Linked DNA regions of Mus musculus: region 2 is linked to region 1. A link is a contact called in public promoter capture Hi-C data. All regions are on one chromosome and are shown on one strand. The core of a region is the stretch at or near the end of the contact, and the rest is flanking DNA. Distances in the headings are between cores, read along the strand shown. Region 1 holds the start of Ttll1 (tubulin tyrosine ligase-like 1). Region 2 has its middle 23 kb from the start of Nfam1.

Region 1 (2,801 bases), core at 123-2,622:
GCTACATGAAACCCCCAAATAAATTCCCTCTGTGGAGGAGCAGATAAGTGCTACTCAAGCCAGTCAGTGAATGAGAGGAAGCCCAGCCCTCCATGGTGGAGAAACCAGCAACAATCACCTATAAAGACCTGGCTTCCTAGGAACATGCAGAATGCGACTCGGGGGAAGATGGGCAGCTCAGAACACTTGCTTGTTGGAGTACTCCAAAGAGCTTCAACCTCTGCTGTGATCACAGCCGCAGACAGGAGTCAAGGCAGCCTTCCTAGGAACAGCAAGATGAGAACTCACCAGAGTCTCATCACCCTTCTGTGTCCAGCCTCAGAAAGCAAGGTCCCTGCTTCCCACACTTTGACATTTTTACAAATCAGGGTCAGTGACGTCACGACGACACCAGGATTCCCAGTATCTATATTCTTTTCCAACAAGCTTTCAATGAAAGGGGCGGGGGGAAGCTATCTCTAAGAAAATAAGACCTAAATGGCTGGAGAGATGGCTCAGCTGTAAGACCCAGTCCTGCTCTTGCGGAGGACATAAGTTTGGTCCTCAGCACTCAGCACACAACCTTCTGTATATAATTCCAGCTCCAAGGAGCTCCCATACGCCCTCTTCTGGCTTCCACCAGCACTTACACTCACGTGCACCCCCACCCCCACCCCCGCGCACTGAGACACAAACATATACACATAATTAAAAATTAAATAATGAAGACTATTTAAATAAAGAAAATAGTATATAATACTGCACATCCATGACCTCCACTCCTCTCCACACCACTGTAGGTAGACAGTGCCATGACCTAAAGTGGCTGTCTACTAGTATCTCCCATTCATTGACAGCACAGCAGGGCTTCTCTTTTTGTGCCGCCATATGACATCACTGTTTTATGCTCATTAAGTGTTTCCCAAACAAAGCCTGTTTTACCAAGACCAACTTGGTTTGCAAGGCTATACTTCCTGCGTCCAGTTGAGGACGCAGTCCCTGCAACACCCCCCCCCCACCCCACCCCGCCCGGGCTCCACAGAGGACCACAACTCCCAGATCCCCCTCCTAACAAAGAGGGCAACATCTCGGGTCGGTGCAGTCTTGCAGAGGAGCAAGTAGAGCAGCCTTGAGCTCCCCGTACAGGTGCGGCGCCCCCCAACCTCCCCCAACAGATGCCACCTCAAACAATACAGGCTGTGGATGCACTGAAAGCCTACCTAGAATAGCCGGTAAGAAAGATAATGATGCAATTACAGCAGTTGAAGGCACAAGGCAAGTCCCAGGATATCAACAGAGAAAACGACGTTGAGCAGCGGAGACACGGACTGGGTAGCAGAAGCTAAACCGCCCGGATCCTTCACGGGCAAGCCCGCCTGCGCGTGCGCAATCTCCACGCGCGGCCACGCCCACGGCGCACAAGACCCCGCCCGCCCGTCCTCTCTACTGCAACCAGTCCGCCTTGCTCACTCCACTTCCGGAGAGGTGTCCTAGCAACCGAGAACGCGAAAACCGCTGGCGCTACTGCTTCCTGATTATTTTTTCTGTCCATGGTTGTGACACCTTCTTTCCTGCCTCGGTATTTTTCTGCGAGTTATCTATCCACCGCTTAGAGGCTAGAAAGCGCAAGGTATCCTATCCGCGCACCCTTCAGGGCCAGAAATGAGAGTTGTAAGGGCCAGGGCCAGCGGATAAAGGTGCTTGCAGCCAAGCCTTATCAGCTCAGTTCGACTCCCGGGACCTACATATGTGATGGATGGAGAGAACAGATACCTACAAGTAGTCTTTTGATCTCCACTCGTGTGCCATGTTGAACGCACCCCCTCCCCACGCCCACACACAATAAATGTTATTAAGAAATTAGTGAAGCCGGGTAGTGGTGGCGCATGCCTTTAATCCCAGCACTTGGGAGGCAGAAGCAGGCGGATTTCTGAGTTCGAAGCCAGCCTGGTCTACAGAGTGAGTTCCGGGACAGCCAGGGCTACACAGAGAAACCCTGTCTCGAAAAACAAAAACAAAAAACAAACCAAAAAAAAAAAAACCAACAAACCAAAAAAAAAAAGAATCTGGAAATTGGCTCAGAGGTTTAAAAAAACGTGCTGTGTTATTGCATAGGACCCACGTTCAGTTCCCAGCACCCATGCCAGGCTCCCCACAACCACCTGCATGTAACTCCAACTCGGGATCAGAAACCGGAAGCCAATGGCCTCCATGGGCCCCTGCACACATGTAAAAAACATTCGTGCACACACGCATGATAAAAACATAAAAATAGGACTGGAGAGATGGCTTGGCAGTTAAGAGCACTGACTTCTCTTCCAAAGAAGGGCAATACCCAGCACCCACATAGTGGCTCACAACCTTCTGTTAACTGCGCATATGGTGCATTGAAATATGTGTAGGCTAAACATACACACACACACACACACACACACACGAATAAAATTTAAAAATGAAAATTAAGTCCAAAAAAAAAAAAAAAAAAGACAGGATACAAGATGACAGACTGAGCTAGGCATCTGGAGGCCAAGCAGGTGCGGGGCAGGGTTAGCCATTGTCTCCTACTGACACTCCACTTTGCCATCCAGAAATCAGAGATGACGATTAACTCGTGTTTCTGAAGTTGTAATGTAATGTGAACATTTCATTCGGCATGTAGTGACAACAAGGGGCCCTCCCAAAGGATTTGAAGCATTTGTCCAGACGGTATGTTTTGTTTTGTTTGTTTGTTTTTTGTTTTGTTTTGTTTGTTTGTTTGAGACAGGGTTTCTCTGTGTAGCCCTGGCTGTCCTGGAACTTACTCTGTAGACCAGGCTGGCCTC
Region 2 (2,801 bases), core at 214-2,713, 450 kb before region 1:
GCACATAAGTTGTCAGGCTTGGTGGCAAGTGCCTTTACCCACTGAGCCATCCTACCAGCTCCAATTGCTGTCTCCTAATGTGTCTGCCTAAATCAAGGACGTAGCATCCACACGCAGATCTGAACTTACTGTGGGTTTCATCTGGAACCAGTTCTTGAGTATGAAAGGCCCCGACTTTGCCGCCTTTCTATGTCTACTGTACTGAGACCCAAAAGAAGGGAAATCGTTTTAGATGTGAGACTGGATTAAAATTCAAGTTCAAAAGCATGCAGGCTGGACCCGGGAGGTGGCAAAAGATGAGAGGCTCCATCCAGGCCATCCTCAGCCACACAGTGAGTTCAAGGTCACCCCAGACTACAGGAGGAGCATTTGTCTCAATAAACGCACACAGAGAGCTAACCAGAACACCACAGCTGTCATCTGTGCTGCTGAGCCTGATCAGGATGCTAAAGACCTCTCAGAAGAACGGGGTCCAGGATAGGCCCAGGATAGCCCCGAGGATGCCTGGGCATTTCTGCCTCTGCCTCTGCCTCTGTTTCATTGTCATATATACAGAAGTATGCACAAGCAGCCCCAAACTGCCCCTGCTGTGCTGAAGATGAAAGCAAGCAATATACTCTACACTACTTTTTTTTTTTTGGTGGTGGTGGTGGGAGGGAGGGGGAGGGGGAGGGGAACAGGAGAAAGGAGGGGGGCTGGGAAGGGAGGGGGCGAAGGATGGAGAAAGAGAAGGGAGGGAGGGTGAGATCCTGTGAAGGACAAAATACTTTCAGGAATCAATTCTCTCCTCCTGTCATGAGGGTGGGCTCATATTTAGGTCCTCTAGCTCGGCATGGGCCGCAAGACCCTTTGTCCATTGAGCCATCTCGCCAGCCCCTAGACCACTGCAGCTTCCCTCTCTCGCTGGCGTCCTCTCTTTCCGTTTTTAAAAGCCATTCTACTTAAGCATCAAGTAGAAATGTAGTTTTGTAAAGGGACCGATCTTCTCTTTCAAGCCAAATGAGGGTGCCCCCCCCCCCATACCCACCCTCCTCTCATCTCACGGCTCGGTTCTTGCTCTAGGGCTCTAGGAGGCCCGATCTGTTCAGCAGCTCTGATTGATAACACAAATCACCCCGGAGGCTCTGAGGAAGGGACTTGGATGTCAGCTGGAGGTGCAGTGGGAGTCACGGCCCTGCCCCCACATCGTTTATTCTTTCACCGCATGGCAAGCTCCGAAGGACCGGAGCAATTCCACCAGCTCTCAGAATTGGCACACCGCGAGCCTCCTCTCCCCGGACCACCGCGCTGCCATAAATAGACACCACGTGGCCTCCTTTTATGATAAGGTTAGGGGGAAACGAGTGCGTGGGGAGAGGCCGGCGGGAGAGTGGCAGCTCCGAGTCACAGGGATAAAGCCTGCGCAGCACTGCTCTTCTTGCCTGGGGCGGGATCAAAAGCGGGAGCCGAGTGGCAGCCGCTGGGCTCCCCAGGCGCTTCCTTTGGTGGTTCCCTGACTCCCAGCAGCGGTTCCTGCCCTCAGCCATCTTCATCACTCCTGCTGGGGCTGCAGGCGCCCTGCCTTGCCAGGCTTTGTGGCTCCCCCGGCTCATTTTCTGATAGAGCTGTCAGTTTTTATTGCTGATAGGAGAAATCATGCTCTCTCTTAGCTGAATGTTAATTGGCCTTTTCCTCTCTCATTCTGTGAGAACATGTAGTCCCCTTGTCTATTCACCCCTCCCCACCCCCCAAAGGTAGAAGCAGCATTCTGGAAAGACAAGGAAGGTGGTTCTTGCTAAATTGCTAATTGTTAATTCAGAGGTTAAGAAAAAGCTAAATGGGGGGCGGGGAGGGCGGAGCTATAACCATACTTCTGAAGTCTCCATGAGCCTAGTGTGGACTATATATATTCTCATTGGCTATAGAGGGCCCAAGAATCAATAGGGGGATGGGTAAAGTCAAATGTGGAGGGGCTAGGCACCAAGCCAGCCCCGGTTGCTGCAGAGATAGAGCCAGAGACACCTGACAAACTGATGGGTCAGTACAGCTGTGACTGTAGCAGCGACAGAGGTAAATAGCCAGTAAAGACAAAGTTAGAAACTCAGCCTTGAGAACAGCCAGGAACTAGCTGGCAGGAGGCTGCAGTAGGGATGTCCCAGTTAGGAAAGGCGGTGCAAGTCATAGATGCCGCAAAACAGGGCAGTGAACTGGAGACGTTTGATATGACAGCCCAGCACAGGGTTGTTGCCCTACAATTCTCTTGTACTTAAAAAGTAAACTGGTGGGCTGGAGAGATGGCGCCGGGGTTAAGAATGCGGGGTGTTCTTAACAGAAGACCGTTTGATTCCCGGCACCCACATGGCTCCCAGCCACCTGTAACTCCCATTTCAGGGGCTCTGACGCCCTCTTCTGGCCTCTGTTAGCACTGCATGCATGTAACGCATAAACATACATGCAGGCAAAATACCCATACACATAATTTTTTTTAATTAAGTGAACAAACCAGGGGGCAGCAATACCTGTAATCCCATCATTTTGGAGACTGAGACTGAGTGACAAGTCTGAGACCAGTGTGACTCCCCTTCTCATAAAGGAAAGGAAGAGGGAGCCGGGAATAGCCTTATGAAGATTTAACTGTAAAACGTGACTACTTAAAGTATACAATTTAATTTTTTTTTAAGTACATTTACAAAGCTGTGTGCCCACAGCCAACTCCAGAACATTCTACAGGGAAGTTTTCTGAGAACAGCTTTGATAAGGACGGGGCATGATGAAATGGCAACAATGTCTCTTGTCAGTTTGTCAGCAGAGCCCAGCGAGGC

The links. Promoter capture Hi-C pulls out the DNA fragments that hold promoters and counts their contacts.
Region 2: a contact with region 1 is called in a promoter capture Hi-C map of hippocampal neurons, with 4 times the contacts expected there. The contact joins the enhancer-like site here to the promoter of Ttll1 in region 1. A contact is called at or near these places in 5 of 39 promoter capture datasets (the 3T3-L1 cell line, the HPC-7 cell line, hippocampal neurons and 1 more), 3 of 484 Hi-C or Micro-C datasets (cerebellum, cortical neurons and embryonic stem cells) and 1 of 115 datasets of contacts at active chromatin or transcription factors (pancreatic cancer cells).

The regions. Positions count from the first base shown.
Region 1 is chr15:83,509,535-83,512,335 of GRCm38.p6, forward strand. It overlaps Ttll1 (tubulin tyrosine ligase-like 1), which reads right to left and starts at 1,373. Exons shown (of 12, transcript NM_178869.4): 1 at 1,200-1,373.
Region 2 is chr15:83,055,363-83,058,163 of GRCm38.p6, forward strand. No RefSeq gene overlaps it. Among named protein-coding and RNA genes, the nearest start is that of Nfam1, 23 kb to the left of the region's middle. Within about 2 kb of position 1,464, at least 89 of the 459 cell types and tissues checked have an H3K27ac peak or open chromatin away from gene starts, as enhancers often do. A contact at or near this core is called in cerebellum, cortical neurons and hippocampal neurons, where this site is marked.